4 separate regions of the Mus musculus genome follow, and all the other regions are linked to region 4. A link is a contact called in public Hi-C and promoter capture Hi-C data. All regions are on one chromosome and are shown on one strand. The core of a region is the stretch at or near the end of the contact, and the rest is flanking DNA. Distances in the headings are between cores, read along the strand shown.

Evidence for each region. Promoter capture Hi-C pulls out the DNA fragments that hold promoters and counts their contacts. Hi-C and Micro-C count contacts between places; a contact is called where the count stands out from the background.
Region 1: a contact with region 4 is called in a promoter capture Hi-C map of stem cell-derived epiblast-like cells, with 2.8 times the contacts expected there. The contact joins the promoter of Slc17a3 here to the promoter of H4c3 in region 4. A contact is called at or near these places in 5 of 39 promoter capture datasets (liver, macrophages, pre-B cells and 1 more) and 1 of 9 other capture datasets (macrophages).
Region 2: a promoter capture Hi-C map of pre-B cells shows a contact between it and region 4, with 2.5 times the contacts expected there. The contact joins the promoter of Slc17a4 here to the promoter of H4c3 in region 4. A contact is called at or near these places in 6 of 39 promoter capture datasets (the HPC-7 cell line, HPC-7-derived erythroid cells, embryonic stem cells and 3 more), 1 of 484 Hi-C or Micro-C datasets (embryonic stem cells), 1 of 115 datasets of contacts at active chromatin or transcription factors (pancreatic cancer cells) and 1 of 9 other capture datasets (pancreatic islet).
Region 3: a Hi-C map of rod photoreceptor shows a contact between it and region 4, with 3 times the contacts expected there. The contact joins the enhancer-like site here to the promoter of H4c3 in region 4. A contact is called at or near these places in 3 of 39 promoter capture datasets (embryonic stem cells, pre-B cells and stem cell-derived epiblast-like cells), 12 of 484 Hi-C or Micro-C datasets (the G1E-ER4 cell line, adipose-derived mesenchymal stem cells, embryonic stem cells and 4 more), 1 of 115 datasets of contacts at active chromatin or transcription factors (embryonic stem cells) and 2 of 9 other capture datasets (adipose tissue and pancreatic islet).

Annotation. Positions count from the first base shown.
Region 1 is chr13:23,836,603-23,840,999 of GRCm38.p6, reverse strand. Slc17a3 (solute carrier family 17 (sodium phosphate), member 3) reads right to left here and starts at 1,566. Exons shown (of 12, transcript NM_001164743.1): 1 at 1,335-1,566.
Region 2 is chr13:23,911,725-23,916,449 of GRCm38.p6, reverse strand. Slc17a4 (solute carrier family 17 (sodium phosphate), member 4) reads left to right here and starts at 1,443. Exons shown (of 12, transcript NM_177016.3): 1 at 1,443-1,524.
Region 3 is chr13:23,890,543-23,895,172 of GRCm38.p6, reverse strand. Slc17a1 (solute carrier family 17 (sodium phosphate), member 1) reads right to left here. Exons shown (of 13, transcript NM_001170638.1): 12 at 2,502-2,638. The coding sequence ends at 2,504. Among named protein-coding and RNA genes, the nearest start is that of Slc17a4, 22 kb to the left of the region's middle. Within about 2 kb of position 1,737, at least 8 of the 459 cell types and tissues checked have an H3K27ac peak or open chromatin away from gene starts, as enhancers often do. A contact at or near this core is called in rod photoreceptor, where this site is marked.
Region 4 is chr13:23,696,190-23,700,680 of GRCm38.p6, reverse strand. H4c3 (H4 clustered histone 3) reads left to right here and starts at 2,223. Exons shown (of 1, transcript NM_178208.2): 1 at 2,223-2,597. The coding sequence starts at 2,232. The coding sequence ends at 2,543. H1f6 (H1.6 linker histone, cluster member) reads right to left here. Exons shown (of 1, transcript NM_010377.3): 1 at 4,136-4,491. The coding sequence ends at 4,186.

The DNA.
Region 1 (4,397 bases), core at 317-2,816, 140 kb before region 4:
TCAGGACTAACATTCCATGACTGATAAATAACCTTTTGAAATCTATTGATTTTTAAAGAGGATTACGATGATGACGGCTATTGCTAACAACTGCTACTGCTACTGTTACTGCTAGATTCTGATTCTGATACTGATACTACTAGCTTGTACCTATTCAAAGTCTAAGAATTTTATCAGGTAGCATCTGAGGCCTTAGAAAAACTTCCCCATCTTGCTGTGTCTGCCTCTCTATGTAGACTCTAGTGTATTTTAAACTTGCCTTGATTTATGACTTTTGTCATTCTATAAAACTATAAAATTCATGAGACGGCTTCCATATTGGGACATGAACATCTGGCATAACCTAAATCTCTGTTCCCAGACCATGGTCTCTCAAATATGGCTCCAGTATAATGTCATGTTTGCTGTAAGGTAAGAGCTGTGTGCTTTTTGTATTGATGATGTAACAGGCAAAGAAGTGATTGCTAACACCATTTTATCTAGAGTGGTTTTCACAATGCTCACACTGTTCTTCATGTCCCCAGCAGCTGTCAGACTAACAAGAGTAGTTACAACCACTGCTGTAGACTCAGGACCCAGGCAGGGCCATGGACCTCAGAAAACTCACTGACTCTCTTCTCCTAGGCCATTGAGCTCATTAGCAAAAGAACTGATGTTTGTTCATGAGACACTTTGACTTTCCCCTTACCATTCTCTCTCTGTCTGTTTCTCTCTGTCTCTGTCTGTCTCTGTCTCTGTCTCTCTCATTCAATTTTTTTTTTTAAATAACAAGTTCTGTTGGGTATGGTAGATCTACCTCCCTTGATTCTCTGGACAAGTCACTTCTACACACATACATGATTTTATGTGACTACGTAAAAGTTTTAAAAACATTCCTTTATAGTATGTGTTTCTTGGATCTGTCTCCACAGCTGCTATTGTCTCCACCAATTCCTATGGTGATCTAGCACAAACTCTTCAGTTTCCAGTCTCTCCTCTCCCTCTCTTTCTTCTCCTCCCTCTCCTTACCCGCTGTCTCTGTATGTTCCTCCTTTTCCCCTCCCTCTTGGACCCTCTTTTCCCCTCCCTTCTCCCTCTCTTTCTCCATCCTCCGTTATCTTCTTCCCCTTCTCTCCCCCTTCCCCCTTCCCTTTGCCTCTCCCTCCATTTTTCCGTCTTCCTCACTCTTGCTTCCCCATTGCCTTTGTAGACATAGGTTTTTACATTGTATGAACATGTTTTTATTTTGTCAGCAGGAGAACATTTGAAGTTGGAGGAGGGATGTATAGCAACCCTCAGCTGGTATTCAAGGACAGTGCAGATCTTTGGCTACCCAATGAAAGTAAGTGACTTACCAACTTAGTGACTGAGGTAGGCCTTCCTGTGTTTCCTCTGGACAGGCTTCTCTTACCTCTTACCAGACCACTCAGTATTCTGTGTCACTCCATGACTCCAATTATTAATCATTAATGACAGGCTGAAGCACCCCCTGCTTTCAGCTGTGAGCTTCACAGCCTTCGTCCTTGTCCAGTGTCTTGCCAGCACCCCAGAAGGATCTACTGGGTCTGACACCTGCAGGCAGTTATTAGTCACATTGCCTTGCAGTATTTCTAAAGACATTTCCTTTTTCCGGTTTGAAATGGGATAAGTTACAAATTAAACACATTTTGTACTTTACCCCCTCTTTTTTTTGTCTGGTCTTTAATTTTCTTTTGCTTCTTTGAACTATGTGGGCCATAATCTTATTTAGTAACGTTGTTAACCAAATCAAATGGACAAAACCCACAAGCTTCTCATAAATTCAGTATTTATTCCCCATGACTTTTTTCCTGTCTTAATTACTTCTATGTTTGTTGATAAACTACATAAAACAATGCTCGTACCTACATCTCAATTTGCACATGTTACCATGTACAATGGCAAGTTTTCTAACTCACTTAAGTAACCGCTTAAAACTTTTATACATGCACATGATGCATTGTGATCAGACCTCACTCATTTTTGCCAACAAATTCCTCCCATTCCCCACTGTCACTTTTCCCTCTCAAGTTCATGCTTCTTCATTGCTTCTCCTCCTCCTCCTCCTCCTCCTCCTCCTCCTCCTCCTCCTCCTCCTCCCTACTGAGTCACGTAGTGTTGTCTGTGTGTTCATAGGTGTTGAACTATCTAATGGAATATGGATAGCATCTTAGAATCTGAATCCCTGAAGAAAACTGATGCTCTCACCGGCTAGCAGCCATAAATTGCCAATAGCTCCTCGGCCATGGGTGAGACTTCATGAGCTCCCGCCCTGACCGTGGCGAGATTTTGGCTGGCTGGATCTTGCTCAGGTCTTGTGTTTACAGCCACAGCTGCTGTGAGCTCACGTGTACAACAGCGCTGTCTTGTCTGGCAAAGAAGGTTTTGCAGTAGATGTCCACTACCTCTGGTGCTTAAGATGCCTCTTCTACAATGCTTCCTGAGCCTTATGATCAAGAATGTGACACAGATGCCCTTTTAAAGCTGATCATACCACAGTCTCTTACTCCCTAGATTTTGACAAGCCGTGGGTCTTTGTATTAATCACCTTATACTATAAAAAGAAGCTTCCCTGATGAGGGCTGAGAAATGCACCGAACTGATAATTTTGTAGTTTGATTTTTCTTTATGGTTGAATAATCTTCCATGTATCATTACACATTTATCAGGTGATGGGACATTTTAAACCTTTTCATTTCCTGGTGATTGTGAACAGAGAAGCAATAAACATGAATGAGTAAATAAATCTACAGTAGAATATAGAGTCTGTTGAGAATATTCTCAGGAAATGTTCTGGCTTGATCACATGATAGTCCTATGTCTAGCTTTTTGAGGTACCTCCACATTGATTTCCAACAAAGGGGCTGAGCTCGGAACACCCACACCAGCACACCAGAGGCCAAGCTTGTTCATTTCTTTAGACGATCCTGCCAATAGCTTGGAAGTAGACAACAGATTCATTGCCTTCCAAGCTCGTGAAGGAGTTTGTCCTTGCCTCAAAGGTGAGGTGGTACTTCAAACCCACTGTTTCGTATAGGCAAAAAACAAACAAACAAACAAACAAAAAACAAAAAAACTCTACCTCTCAGAGGCCCCTAGGCTTATGACTCAGCCTGAGCACTGATGTCAAACTCATTCACAGAAAGGAATCTGGGTTCTGTGTGCACTGAGCTCTTCTGGTAGCTCATCTTCACTGTGGCTTTAAGTCCTGTCTTGCTTTATGCTCTCAATGCATCTCCTTTGGTTTTGTGTTTGACTCTAAGTGCTGTAAGAGGACAAACCACTTCTCCATAATGGGAAGCCCTGACTGAAGCTCCTGACTGGAGCTGTTGGATGTGTCATTGAGGTTAATAATTTGAGAAGTCTGGGCCTTGGGGAATGAGGATTTTCTGAAGCATATGTAGTATACGATCTCCATAGTATACAATCTTTCACTGTCTGTAAGAGAAAGAAGTACAGACACAGCTCATATACACATCTGAAATTTAAAGGTAGAAAGGTCTAAGTTCATTATGGAGTCTTAGGAGTTTTACCTCCTGTGTCAATTATTTTTCGCTGAGTCCTTTTTTAAAGAACTCTGTACTCTGGGATAAATAATCAACAACTTTAGAATTCACGTATTTCTAATTCTAAATTAACCAAGTTGGAATATGTGGCTTAGTTTTATAATTTAATTTTTAACTTTACTTTAAAATGTTCATGGTTTTAACCATGTACTTGGTTTGACTTCATAAACAAAAAGACCCAACATGCTTCTACACTGAAAAAAAAAATCCAATTTTGCCTCACCTGTACAATTAGTTTTTAAACATTTGAGTATGAATTGAAATATTTCTTTGACTTAGATCATTTTACTCACCTTTTAGAGATTACACCTTTTCTTCTCTGATGAGCTTGAAACTACTTTGTGTTGACATGAAAATCTTCGGAGCAAATAGAGTGCACACATCCTCACTTTGATTTGAGTATCCAAGGAATGCTTTCCTTAAGTGTGTGAACAGTTGTCCTTAATTATTATCTGTAGGATGGCTCCATGTCTGACCAACATCTCAGAGGAAATCAGTGCCCAGTTGAGGCAATCACAGAAGCCGGTTATCTCTAGGCTGAAGGCCAACCCCGGATAGAGGAAGGTCAATTTCTGTGTACTCTCTGCTTAAACCTCACAAAGTCCAGCATGGATCAGATGGAGTACGCTGAAGCTGGACACCACAGAGGCTTGGCTCAGTGGCAGTGGGCATTCCCTGGAACCTCAGAATCTAAGCCGTGAACCCAAATGGCGTGTCATCTCTACTCAGCATCTAAGTCCTCTTTAGAATTTCTGGCAAATGTTTTTGCCTCCATCCTTGGTCAGGTTACACTCTTATTTTGCCTCTTGTTCTCCATGACAAATTGGGTCATGG
Region 2 (4,725 bases), core at 194-2,693, 220 kb before region 4:
AGCCAGCAACCCTCCCTTCATGCCAGCTCTGCTATTTTGAATTCCCCACAAAACACTTGAGAAGGTAATATATCAGCCACAGCTGCCAGCTGCTCAGACATAGCCCTGACATTTCCCAGACTGTGTCAGAAGCCTCCCACTAGCCAGAGACTGCTGACCACAAAGAGATCTATGGTTGGCGCCTACAATGCTCCATTTGCAGAGGCCCCTCTGGAGGATGCAAGTGTGGTTCATTTGGAAGAAGCAATGTTTGGAGGACAGGGCAGACTCCTTGCTGTACCTTGTTCTGGCTACATTAACAGGTTGTTTGGTTCACTTTGTCACTCTGGTGAGAGACAACATCCTGATGTAGCAGCATGAGCCTGAGGCCTAAGATAGAACTCTCAGGTGATCTATTCTCACCTGTGCTTGATCTTTATCATTTTAGAGCAGGATGAGTTGGTAACAGGAAGGAAGGGTGAGGGGACAGAGGATTTAAGGGTGACAGTTGCAACCGTGGATCAATCAGCAGCACTGGTCACAGCGGAGGCAGCAAAGGTAGCAGCGATGGTAGGGCAGAGATCACGAAAGCCAGGAAGAGCTGAAGACAGGAAAATGAGGTCATTGGAAGAGTTCCAGAGACCTACCAAAAGGGTCTCAGATACCACGGGTCCATTAGCTGCAAAAGAGTCTGTCAACAGCTCAGAATCCTAAACAGCGCAACATCTATCATCGTAGGTCCCAAGATTGGATGCTTGTACGAGAGCTGCAGCCCCGGATGTCGCTGGCTCTGTTGTGTGCACCACTGCTGGAAGCTGAGGACCAAGTGCTGAGACCACTAGATTAATCCTAGAGCAGTAAGCCTCTGGCCTGAGAATATGTTAAGCTCTAAGTGTCTGGCTTCTATAAGGTCAGTAGGCCTATAGCTGCTCTCTGTGTAAAATTAGTTCTATTAAACATGGATATGGTGGAAAACAGCCACTTAAGAGACAAGATGTAACCCTATCTATGAAGATTATTGTACTCCTGAGATCATAGATGATGAAGATGCCATTAATGAGCTGCTCAGAGGGTTGACCTGATAGCTTGGCAGGGAAAGATAAGTGTCATTGTGCTCAATAGCTTGAATTGTGACCTTGAGATCAACATGGTGGAAGGGAAAAACCCAGTCTTGAAAGCTGTCCTTTGACCTCAATAAGTGAAAACTTACCCACACACACTCTAACACATAAATAATCACATATAATGTAAAAGTTAAAAATGAGGCAAGCAAGAGTAGTAGCAGGACCCACAGAGAATCTGGGAAGATGTATGTGACTTCACATGAACTTCAAGTATGAGGAAGATAGAGTGAACATGGTCAGGTCATCAATTAAATAATAAAACAAAGTTAAAAATTAAATGGTTGAGCCAATAAAAGCCTCCATTTGGTAAGATAAAAGCTAAAGGCCCTGAGTAATAATTCACTCCTCTGGGTTAGACAGCTGCAGAAAGCTGAGAAACCGATAGGATCCCAGCCAAGAGCCGGCTCTCCGCCTTCCTCAGGTTTGCTTTCCAGTTCTTGCTCTGGTTCTGACGGTGTGGGAACGGACCTTTTCCTGTTGAGATTATAGGTGGTGTGCAGGACTGGGTTTCTTTTGGGAGATGGTTGTGAAAAGTGAGACAGGAGGCTGCTTTTTCCTAAAACAAACGAGGTCTATAGGAACTCCAGAAGGAGAGGGAGGGAGGAAGACAGACATGGAAGAGGGAGACAAAAGCCAGCGGTGGGTGGGTGGGGACAGGAAAGGTAGGAAACAGGGAGAAAGGGAGAGAGAATACTGTCTGAAGCAACTAGAAGGGAACACCAATCGTAAGGTCAGGTCTTGCATTTCTTAGGGTTACTGACGCTGGAAAATTGCACAAAGCACTCATGCATTTAACTTGTTTTTGTGAGATACACTAGTTTGTAGAAACAGCACTAACCAAACAGACTGAGGCAAAAAAACCAAACCAAACCAAACCAAAACACCCTGTTGTTTTAAAGAATATTTTTAATAGGCTTCAAAGGTCAAATTAACAAAAAAACCAGAGTAAACAGAATTTTCATGGGAGAATGGGGGACTGAAGCAAATAAAACCCCCTATGGCTTTATGCAGTGGTCCAGAGTGCTCTTTTCTTTTGCTGTCATGTTCCTGGGAGAGGACTTCCCTCTCAGCTCAGAGACAGCCACGGTATACCAACAGACTGGGTGGTTAGAATAGGCAGATCGTATGTTCTCACTGTCAGCCCCTTAGTTGTTATCATCTGTACTCTTCTGCTTCCTTCCTAACTAGGCCATTCTTGTTTTTCTTTCTTATCATATTGTACTCTGTGACTCACTGGAGCATGTGTCCTGCATGCTGTCTGTGGTCATGTCTTTTGCCCTTCAGCAGCCTTGTCCAACCCTCTTCCTCTAACTGACAAACTCCAGAGATTAAGGTCTTCTGTTTAAGTAGACGCAGAGCCACTCATGCGAGCAAACCTCCAGTCATGCTGGAGAAAGCCACGGAAGCAAGCCTTCCATTTATTGCACATATGTTTACTGGGTCAGTGAATGAGCCAGAGGCTGGTGAACTCTGAGGCATTGCGTCACTGCAAGGGTCTGGAAAGCTAGAAAGGAAAAAGCTGGCCTGAATCCTGTCTTCAGTTCCATGAGTGAGAGACTCTTCTGTCCAACCAGTCTCCCTAAGGTGTGAACAAGAGTCAGCAGATGGTTTTAGGTTTCCAAGCACAATCTCAGGCTTGACCCATTTCATTCTGCCAGTGTTGGTTTGGATTTAAGTTGTTTGTCAATTTTATTCTGAATTGCAGATGGTGTAAGCTGGAATCTTGTCGGTATCTGTCCACTTGCAGCTATAGTAGCGACACGCCTGGGTGTTAGGTAACATTTGCACAGACAGGGAAGCACAAACCCGACCCATTCTACATATCTTTAATATGAACATGTTTCATATTCCCTCGAGAGAAGAATGGCTTTGCTTTACCAGAAGCTCTGGCCACGGTACTTCCCTTTACATCTGCTCGGCCTCTCCGCTTCTGTGTTCATGGTCAGGTAGTAGTAGTAAGATGGCCATTTTCAGACTTCATAATCCCAGTTTCCTGGATAATAGGCCTAATACGATGGAGAGCACAAAAAGCCAAACTTCATCTAAAAACACAGCTTCTCCCAATTCCAGGCTGGACCCTGGAATGAAGGGGCTGTTTGGGTGCCCTTTGTTCGCTTTCTTTGTCAGCCACTCCCCTCTCCTCTCATCCTAACTAAAGCTTCTAATTCTCCCAGGGCTGGGCTCGGTCAATAGAGGCTGATGTAAGGCAGGCAGTATCTTTTTAACTGGGTGGATAGTCCTTGCTGCATCTTGTGAATATCCTGCTAAGGACTTCAGTGGTCTTTCCCTGAATGGCTAACTCCTGTCATTTCATTCTTTCCTCTGCTGTTGAGCATCTTGTGATTTCTCTCAAGTCATCCACTTCTTGTTGACATGGAACCTGTACGTCTTTCCCTAGCATTTTTTGCACCTGCTACTGTGAAGACATCACAAGCTTTCAGTGGGTACGGTCCCTGTCTGTAATGCTCACCCATAGCTATAGCTTGCACCCTCTGATTCAAAGACACATGCCTTTCTGCCTCTACCACTTACCCCTAACAAACTCCATGGGGCACATGTGTAGCCCTATAAATGCCCCCTTGCAGGTAGCCAGTATGAGTTGGCCCTGCCTCTCTTCCTCTTTCATAACATCTGGGTGGGTTATTCCTCCTGCCTTTTCATCTCAGATGCTTTGTGTCCCTGAGTTTGGTTCAGTAGCTTCTTTCTTCTGAGTCTTCTGAGTCTTCTGAGATGGTTGCCTCCAAGTTCAAGCCTGGATCAACATCTACTCTTTTCTTCTCAGTATGTTCAAACTGCAAATAAGAGTTCCATTACACACATAGAGAGACACACAAACACACTGACACGCTTATACACATGAGGGTGGCAACAGAATGAACAATTCCCACACCTACACTTTGTATTCAGTTTTTGAGGTGACTACAAATTTTTGCTACTATTGCTTTAACTTTTATTCATTCGTGTTTATGGTGTGTGTGAGTGTGTGTGTGTGAGTGTGTGTGTGAGTGAGTGTGTGTGTGAGTGTGTGTGTGTGAGTGTGTGTGTGAGTGTGTGTGTGAGTGTGTGTGTGTGTGTGTGTGAGTGAGTGTGTGTGTGAGTGTGTGTGTGTGAGTGTGAGTGAGTGTGTGTGTGTGAGTGTGTGTGTGAGTGAGTGTGTGAGTGTGTGTGTGTGTGTGTGTGTGAGTGTGTGTGTGAGTGTGTGTGTGTGTGTGTGTGTGTGTGTGTGTAGCCAGGAGAGGGTGTCAGATACTTAGGAGCTGGATTAACAGGTGGTTGTGAGCTTCCTTGAACTCAGGTCCTCTTCTGAAAGAGCAGCAAGTGCTTTTAGCCACTGAGACCCTAAACATTTATTTTTAATCACAGCAATATTTCACAAACATTGATTAGACACTGGCAATGAAGCAAAATTCCTGTGTAGCCATTTTTACATCTCTCTCTCTCAGCTTCAAGAGATGACAAGACTTATTAGATTAACGGACCTTAATTTTTCTTTCATAACTTTTAGCTCACTTATGTAGACATAAAATACGTAGTGTGTCTCTGTGTGAGTTTGTCTTATTTAATGTTTAGTTTTCTACAACTTGCTTTTTACCTAACAACTTTATTTGTTCTCTCATTTAAA
Region 3 (4,630 bases), core at 488-2,987, 190 kb before region 4:
TAGGTCCATTCTCAGGGCACAAGGATATTCCATACTATGTGTTGAGGCTGCATCTTGAGAACAAAACAAGCAAATTAAAACCCCGCTATGTCCGTCAGAGTTGGCATGCCTGCAGTTCCATATTGCTGCTCTCAAAAGCAGCACATTGCATTTATAGTGATAATAGGTTCTCTCTCTGTGTGTTCCCAAATTTCAGTTCTCAATAAACGAATTTGTCATTAAGAAAATGAAAATAAAGCTTTTCTTGGTGATTCTCAACCAAACACACACTCCAACTTCTGTGTCCCTACACTGAAGCACCTATCTGAGAACCATCACTGCCACCTAGGCGTTGAGAGGTTGCTATTGACAGACTAGGATGAGCCTGGCCTTTGCCTGTTATCCATATCAGCAGCTCTGGATTCATGCATCCTCCCCAGAACCTGGGATGCAAAGTCAGACTGCACACACAGGGCCCCAACTGGAGCAACAACGAAGAAAGAGCACATTATTCTGTTCTGTTTTGTTTTTGTGGTTGAGTTCTTCTGTTTGGTTGACTTGATTTTGTTCTTGTTATTTTGAGACAGGGTTTTACTGTGTAACCCTAGCTAGCCTAGAACTCACTTCAGAGACAGTCTCACCTCAAACTCACAGAGATCATGCTGGCCTCTGCCAAACCAACAAAGACAAGCAGCAGATAAGAGATCTGTCTCTTGTCCTTTGAATTCAGTTTTATAACTAAAGGTTCTTAGCAGAGCAACTAGAGAAGAGGAAGGAAAAAAAAGTTATCCAGATTGAAAACTGGGGAAAAATTATTTATATTCATGGAGAGCAAAATTATTTAACCAGAAGTTTGACAGTATCCACCAAAACCTAAGCTTAATGAAACTGTAGGGCAGGAAATGTACACAGGTTAATTGTACTCCTATTGCATTTAATACAAACACTAAACTGAGAAAATAATTCCATTTAAAATGGAATTTAAAAATCAGGCACGATGCTGTACATTTGTAATGTCAGTGTCTAAGCGGCCAAGGCACAAGGATCTCATATTCCAGGCTAGTCTGCCTGGACTCCAGTGAGCTTGAGGCCTTCCCACACCACACTGGATCAAGTTCTTACACAGGAGTTCTTGGGTAACACACTCTGACCAAAGTAGATATAAAAGTGCATTAACATCAACAGCAGAACGGACTGACGAGCAGTGGCTTGTACATACCATTGGCTTATCAGCAATTGCATCTCCCCTCCAAACAAGCAGCCAAGAGCAGCAACAAAACCTCTTTGATTCCATACTTCTTTCCAAGAGGCTGTTTCTATTTCCTTACATCACATTCTCTCCCTTCCTTCCCTCTTCCCTTCTTTCTTTCCTTCCTTCCTTCCTTCCTTCCTTCCTTCCTTCCTTCCTTCCTTCCTCCCTCCCTCCCTCCCTCCCTCCCTTCCTTCCTTCCTTCGTTTTTCTACTGATAAAGCAAACAACAGAAAACTACAGAAACCTCTTTGATTCCATACTTCTTTCCAAGAGACTGTTTCTATTTCCTCACATCACATTCTCTCCCGAAAGGACCTGACTTTGATTCCTGATTTTGATTCAATGTAAAAGTGCACACTATTGGGACACAGGCTAGGAATTTAAACACTGTTTAAGCAAAGACAGGAAGATCAGTGGGCCTGATTGGCCAGCCAGTAGACTCTATTGTGCTGGAGGCCAATAAAAGATCTGGATTCAAAAGAGGTGGGCAGCATAAGAATGACGTGTGAGGTTGTCTTTGGCTTCTGTACACAACAGCCATCTGCGTGCACAGGAGCCCTGACACACGTGCACTCGCTTCCCCCATGCATAGAAAGATAAAAAGCAGGCTCACAGTCTTTTTGTCTCTCCTTTTGTGAGACACTGATAGATAATGGCAGTTACCACAATGGCCTCTTGATTCAATGGGGCTTAAAAACAGAACTATTTCACAACTGCCAATTCTAATCCACGAGTCATTTCTTCTCCTGGCTACTCACCATTCGTAGTTTAAATGAAAAGTGACGTGCCAGACTCTCTCACCTTAGGTGACCTCTTCTCTTCATCATTCCCTCGAAAGTTGTTTTAGCCTGGATCATTTTTAGGACAGCTCTTGCCTGTCCCAGTGGTGAATTTTAGATACCATATACTTTAAGTCCTAGAGAGCACTTTGCAGAGATATTATTTCCTTCACCTCAACACCTCACACTTCCTAACCCTTATCCTATGTTCCTGAAGGGTATTCCTCATCTCTCTTGCATCTTTCTTCACTGTTCATTTTTCAAGCTCAGTTTCCTAAATTTATATAGCAACTCTGATGTCTCCTCAGAATTCCAGAGCAGGCTACCGCTGGGCGGTGGTATCAGGATTACTGGTTCAGAATTAGCATGCTCCCCTCCCCCAGCCTGCGGCTCTGATTGCTCTCTGTCTCAGCAGCTCATCTTCAACTGCTCTAATCTGCCCCCCCCCCATCTTCAGTTTCAACGCTGTCCTTAATCTGACAATGTCTCACCTTCACAGTCGTGTGGTTTTTATTTCTTTAGCCCAGTCCTGAATTTCTCCTTTAGCAAATAGAAAATAGAAAACCAGGCATGTCACATTAATGCCTGCCATCAAGAAGAAAATTTTATGCCAAGCATATTCCGGATCCTGAGGGATTAAGATACAAAGTAAGTATGAGGGACGGATCTTGGTCTTCTGTCTTATAACACTTAAAATAAGCATTAAAGTAATTTGTAGAGTCAACACAGGCCACTCAAGCATTCAAACATGTATAAATAACCAAGAAATTCATCATTTCACTCTACACAAGTACTTTGGTCTTTCTATATATACAATTCTGTTTTTACAAGCCATTAATATACCTCTTTCTCTCCCCCTCCCCTTCTCTTTCTTTCTCTCTGTCATTGTTTTGTTTTTGAGACAGAGTTTCTCTGTGTATCTCTGGCTGTCCTGGAACTTGCTCTGTAAATCAGGCTGGAATCAAACTTAGATATTAGCTTGCCTGCCTCTGTCTCCCAAGCACTGATATTAAAGGCATGTGCCACCACTATCTGGCAATGTACCTGTTTCTTATAATTCATGTATCTTTTTTTCTCATGATATATTATTTTAAACTTTCCCTCTCTTTCAAGATATCTTACATAGACAACAGTATGTTGTACCAGATAAGCACATATAGACAGGTGTGTAGAGAGAAAGTGTGCTTTCAAATGCATTTGGCAGATTTAAATAATTTCTGTGCTCTATAACTATTATTTTTAAACAACCTATGTGCGATATTATTATTTTCCTGCAATGCCTCTCATATTATTTCATATTGACTATGGCAGTATTCTGATACAATTAGGGAAAAGCACTCTAGGTTTTCTTCTTCAAGGAATTTTTGGTGTTTGATGTGGTGGCACATTCCTGAGATATCAACATTGATGAGGCAGAGGAAGGCAGAAAGGTGCAAGTGAGAGCATAGGATAGGATACATAGTGTGTTCAAGGTCAGCCAGGCCAACCCGGTGAGATCCTGTCTCAAACAAAAACCAAACCCCAAAACAAACGAAAACCCCAAACTTCCCAATTATTCTTAGCCCTTTGTGAATACACACATGCCAATTCTATAAAAACATTATAATTACTCACAGAAAATAATTTAAAGTTTTGATTTGGACTATATTGAACCAGCAGATTTTATAACAAAATTAGAAGGCATTTTACAATTTCTAGTCTTTTAATATAAGAAAACAGTGTATCTTGCTATTTATTAAATTTTTAAATTTTTCTGTAGCATCTATCCCCTGGTTTTCTCCATAGATATGTAAATAATTAATCACTATATAATTCTTATTTTAGGGCTATAAATAATATACTAAACTTATTTTGTGTTATTTGTGCTGATATTTAGAAAATAATCCATACAGACCATTGATTTATGCTATTTACGTATTTATGCTGTATCAGAAACCAGGTTACCCCCACGTGGATGTGTTTTGCTTGGCTTCCTTGGGCTCACTGGGAGGTCTCAGCACTCCTGATATGCCTCAGATTTGGGTGGCTTTTTTTCTGCCACCCAAATGACCATAGGCAGAATTCAAGGATTGGCTACTATTTCTGGTCACCCTTTTCTTCAGATGCAGCCCTTAGAAAATCTCCAGTTAAAATGTTTGGTTTATTGGGGTCCCCATCCTTCATCTTCTGGAGAGCATTCCCAAATTCAAAAGTCCTTTTTCCAATAGGAAGAAAAAAAAAAGGGCAGCCATTTTGGCCAATTCCTTAAGTTTCTGCTTCTTGCAGACATGGCCTGCTATTACTTCTGTATCTTCAGCTTGCTCAAGTTTAAGGAAAACTCCCCTTCCAGTTTCCAGCTTAACAACTGTTTACATTAATAAAATTAATTGGAACCATTCACTCTTCCACTGTTAGAAGCAGAGGCCTTATAGGCTCCTTTTGTTTACATTATGTCTGATATTTCTATTTTTAATTTGTTATATTGTTGACCACAAGGGGTAGATAAGACAATTTGACACCTGTCATGCTTCTGACATCCTTTGTCTCTACTTTCACCTCTTTAAATGCCTGCATCACTTCTGATATCTTTGACGCTCTCATTCTGTGTGTGTGTGTGTGTGTGTGTGTGTGTGTGTGTGTG
Region 4 (4,491 bases), core at 974-3,473:
TGTTGACTAATCCCTCCTCTTTTACATACAGCACACCGATGCAGTGTTTCAGTGCTTGGGGTGTCATGAGTTTAGAAAGCAGGGGTGCTCTCATATATGCATTCGTTTACACATTAGGGACATCACCTGGCCATTTTCTGCCCAGCAAAGATTCTGATGGTTCAGGTCTGCTGTTTCTTATTAACTGCCCAAAGTGGAGAAAAAGAAAAATAGTCTTAGGAGGAAAATCTTCTCTACTCCACTCCCCATTTGTCAGAATAAAAATTTGCAGACCCAGTAACATTTTTTGTGCAATGAGTGTTTTCTAAAGTGGAATAGTTTTCTATATTGAGAATCATACCCAACGATTAACACATGCCAAGTAAGCATGTTACCACCCCTCCATCTCTTTGTAAAAATAACATTTTAGGTAGTTTTATTTAAATATTTAATTGATGCAAGGCTGTTCTCAATGTTAATTCCTCCAAAGAGTTCTATGAGGAACACATTTTATCATTGTTAGCTTTTACTTCAGTTATGAAAGTCACAGAGATTATTCAACTGGTTGTTTGAAATTGCTAGTTAGTAGTTAGAAAATGGCTATGCTGGATTTTAAAGATTTATTTATTTTATTTTATTTAAAGATTTATTTATCGTTATAAATAAGTACACTGTTGCTGTCTTCAGACACACCAGAAGAGGGCGTCAGAGCTCATTACGGATGGCTGTGAGCCCCATATCACCAGCTCCTATGCTGGGATTTTAATTCAGCTGATGAACCCTAGAATACTTATCTCCACCCCAAGAAAGCCAATTTTAGAACACTTGCTATTTCTTGGCAAACCTCAAAAGGAATTACCACAGCTACCTGGTAGCAGACCTCTGTTGTCTTCTGCAGTAAGAAGTAAATATGGTTAATTTAATTAATTTAATTTTTTCAAAATTAACCATAGACTTAGAAGTTTATCAGGAATATTTTGAAACTATTTTTTTCTGGATGTGGTCTTTGTAATTCATAGTTTTCTGGGGCCCCTGGTATAAAGTTTTTGTGGTGAACATATGTAACAAAAGACAGGAATTAAAGGTCTTCATTTTGGTCAGCAGGCTTTATTTTAAAAATTGTTACTAGCCATAATATTAATTCTATATTTTACTTTGTCTGTGTGAGTAGTTTGCCTGCATTCATGGGTGCCATTGAGATCAGAAAAGAGCATCAGTCTCCTGAAACTAGAGTTATGCATGTTTGTGAGCTACCATTTAGGCTCTGGGAACCAAATCTTGCCTTCTGGGGGAGTATCAAATGCTCTTAACTTCTGAGCCATCTCCTCTACATCATTGTTAAATTAAAATTTGGAATGCCAAAATCAACATTAAACCCGCATCGAGACTTACTGCTACTTACTCTTCTGCCTTTTTTTAAAAAGGGGGGCGGGGGTCGGATTAGCCTTGTTTTGACATCACTAATCATATCACAAGCTTCACCAGGACCTTGTAGACTTTGTAATGACCTTAATCAAGTATTAGCCCTGTACTGTAATTACCAGCTCTACAAAACACTTCTTCTCTTAAGGTGAGCAAGCCATGCTGTGATTAATAAGGGCTGGAAGGGAAACAAACTTGGAATCACAGCAGGTAGAGGATAACCGATAACCTAACTATTCTTTTGTAGACTTTCTCAGTTTTTATTAAAAAAGAGGATAGACGGAATCATTAGGTCTCTGACTCGAGATAGGGAATATGAAGTTTGCAGTTAGGGTGCTCAATTTGAGATGCCTTTTCAATGTTTATGTCTACCCAAACAAAACTGCCGGGAATAGATTAAACTTTACTGACATGGGACAGTCTTGGCATATTTTACCTCTGTTTTGGACATCTAACCTGAGTCCTCACAAAGAAACCATCAACTAATTTAATACAAGACAGAAATAAAAGCAAACGAGAAATGGGGATGTCTGCTTTGTGGAATGGCCCCAATAAGCCTTTCTTTCATGAGAAAGAATGGGGTCGGGGTGGGGAGGAGGGAATGAAGTTTTTCTGCAGGATTTAAATGTGGTCTTTAAGAGACACCGCATGCAAAGAATAGCTGGGGCTTGCTAGCCAATGAAAACATTCAGATTCCAATGACGCATCCTTTTTTCTCCACCCCCTTCCAAGACCCGGATTCGGAAACCCCGCCTAACGCTCTAGTTTTCAACCAGGTCCGCAGAAGGCCTATTTAAAGGGACGATTGCTGTCTCCCTGCTGTCATAACCATGTCTGGACGTGGTAAGGGTGGTAAAGGCCTTGGGAAAGGCGGCGCTAAGCGCCACCGTAAGGTTCTCCGTGATAACATCCAGGGCATTACCAAGCCCGCCATCCGCCGCCTGGCCCGGCGCGGGGGAGTGAAGCGCATCTCCGGCCTCATCTACGAGGAGACCCGCGGTGTGCTGAAGGTGTTCCTGGAGAACGTGATCCGCGACGCCGTCACCTACACGGAGCACGCCAAGCGCAAGACCGTCACCGCCATGGACGTGGTCTACGCGCTCAAGCGCCAGGGCCGCACTCTCTACGGATTCGGCGGTTAATCGACTAACAAACGATTTCCACTGTCAACAAAAGGCCCTTTTCAGGGCCACCCACAAATTCCTAGGAGTTGTTCACTTACCGAAGCTTTAATCGAGCCTGCTAGGTAGTTTAAGTGTTATTCTGTCCTATACTTATGTGGTGGGTAGTAATTATGCCATGCAGCCGAATATACCCTGTAGGTTTAACTGGGTAATATAACAAGCCCATAATTTTGAACTGTCAGAAGTTAATACTGAACGAACTGTTTTAGAATTATTTGAAGGTTTTCCACTGATCGTGTCACTTCTCAATCCACTTTTGATACCGGTCATTTAAGAGCTTATTCCCTTCTGGAGCCATCTAGAAGCTCAGGAGAGAGCAGGAACCATTGTATCTAAGCAAGGCAAAGGCTGATTACTACAGAAACTGAAGACGCTTAGCTGTTATTAATTGTATACCATTAATAAGGCCTAAGTACACATAATCTATATTAGGGACCACCTAATGGTATGTTTATATACAGTTTAGTTGTGCAGTGGCTTGATAATTTAAATTCTTGTGGGTGTGCCATGTTTGCCATCTGCCACAAGAGGGCGGCGTTATTTCCAGGAAGTTGGAGTCAGAAGCTGTTGTGAGCCAGCTGTTGTGTATTCTGATATACAAACTTCTTTTAAAGCATTAAGTGTTCTTGACTGAACAATCTCTCAAGCCACCTTACTATGATCTTTTGTCATTCCTCATACCAATGCCTAAAATAGTTTAATGTGAATTTAATATTTGTGGCACTCCATAAAACTTGATCACTTTAAAAGATGAGTTATTTTTGTTTTTTGTTTGTTTTGTTTATGTTCTTCAGCCCAGACTTCCCCAGTGCTTTTTTTTGTTATGTTGGGGCATTGAACTCAAACCCTAACATTTTCATAAAGAAGTCCTTAATTTTTAATATGGTTTTTGTCATTCTCCTGAAGCCTACATGCTATTCTCATAAAATACATAAAACATTTCAAAAATAACTGTTAGATCAATAGTATTGAACTATTTTCTAAAAGTAGAACAAAATTAGATCTTTGTTGACACATCGCACAACTGCAAAAACTTTAGGGTTTTGTTGTTGTTGTTGTTGTTGTTGTTGTTCTGTTTTTTTGCTAACTGCTTGCTTTATTTTTTTATCCATCACTGAGGAAATCCTAAAAATACAACTCAAGAAAAATAAATATAACCTCTAGCTTAAGCACTGAATATCTGGGTTCATAGTGGTCCTTTGAAAGCCTGGATGCCAGTTACTGCTGTTTGAAAGAGTAAGTTCAGTATTTTTTCAGAGTGGAAGCTCCTACTGGCGTTATCTCTATCTCCTTTGATATGAGGGTGTTTCTAGAATGAAATACATCCATTGTGTATTTCAATGGTGACTTTTATTCTAGAATAAAAGACATTGTGTGTTTCAATGGTGACCTTTATTCTGGCGTAAAGCCACAAATACACAACCAAATTTGGAAATATTCTACACATAGGGACCCTAGGATTCTACTCTAGGGTTTCAACGACAGGTCGACCTGAAGTAACTGCCCACCTTAACTTTGGTTCAAAGTGTTTGGCCATTTTAAGAAGTATGTAAGTGGCTCTTAAAAGAGCCTTTGGGTTTTTGAAAACTGGCTTTGAAACTCACTTCCTCCCTGCTGCCTTCCTCAGATCGGTCTTCTGCATGACCATTTTTGCCTTCCCAGAATTGGGGTTTGCTGCCCTGGCTTTGGCGGGGCTTTTACGTTGCTGCACGCCCTTGGCCCCTTTGGTCTTCCTTCCGCTCCCAGAAGCTTTTGTGGGCGTAGCCTTTGGCTTCTTGACAGCCTTGGTCTTGCTACTCTTGGGAGATCTCGAGGCCCGGGGCAAGCCCATCTTCTTAGCCTTGGCAGAAGCAGATTTCTTGCCCTTGCCCTTGTCGTTCCCAGAAGCCGCCTTCTTACTGAGCTT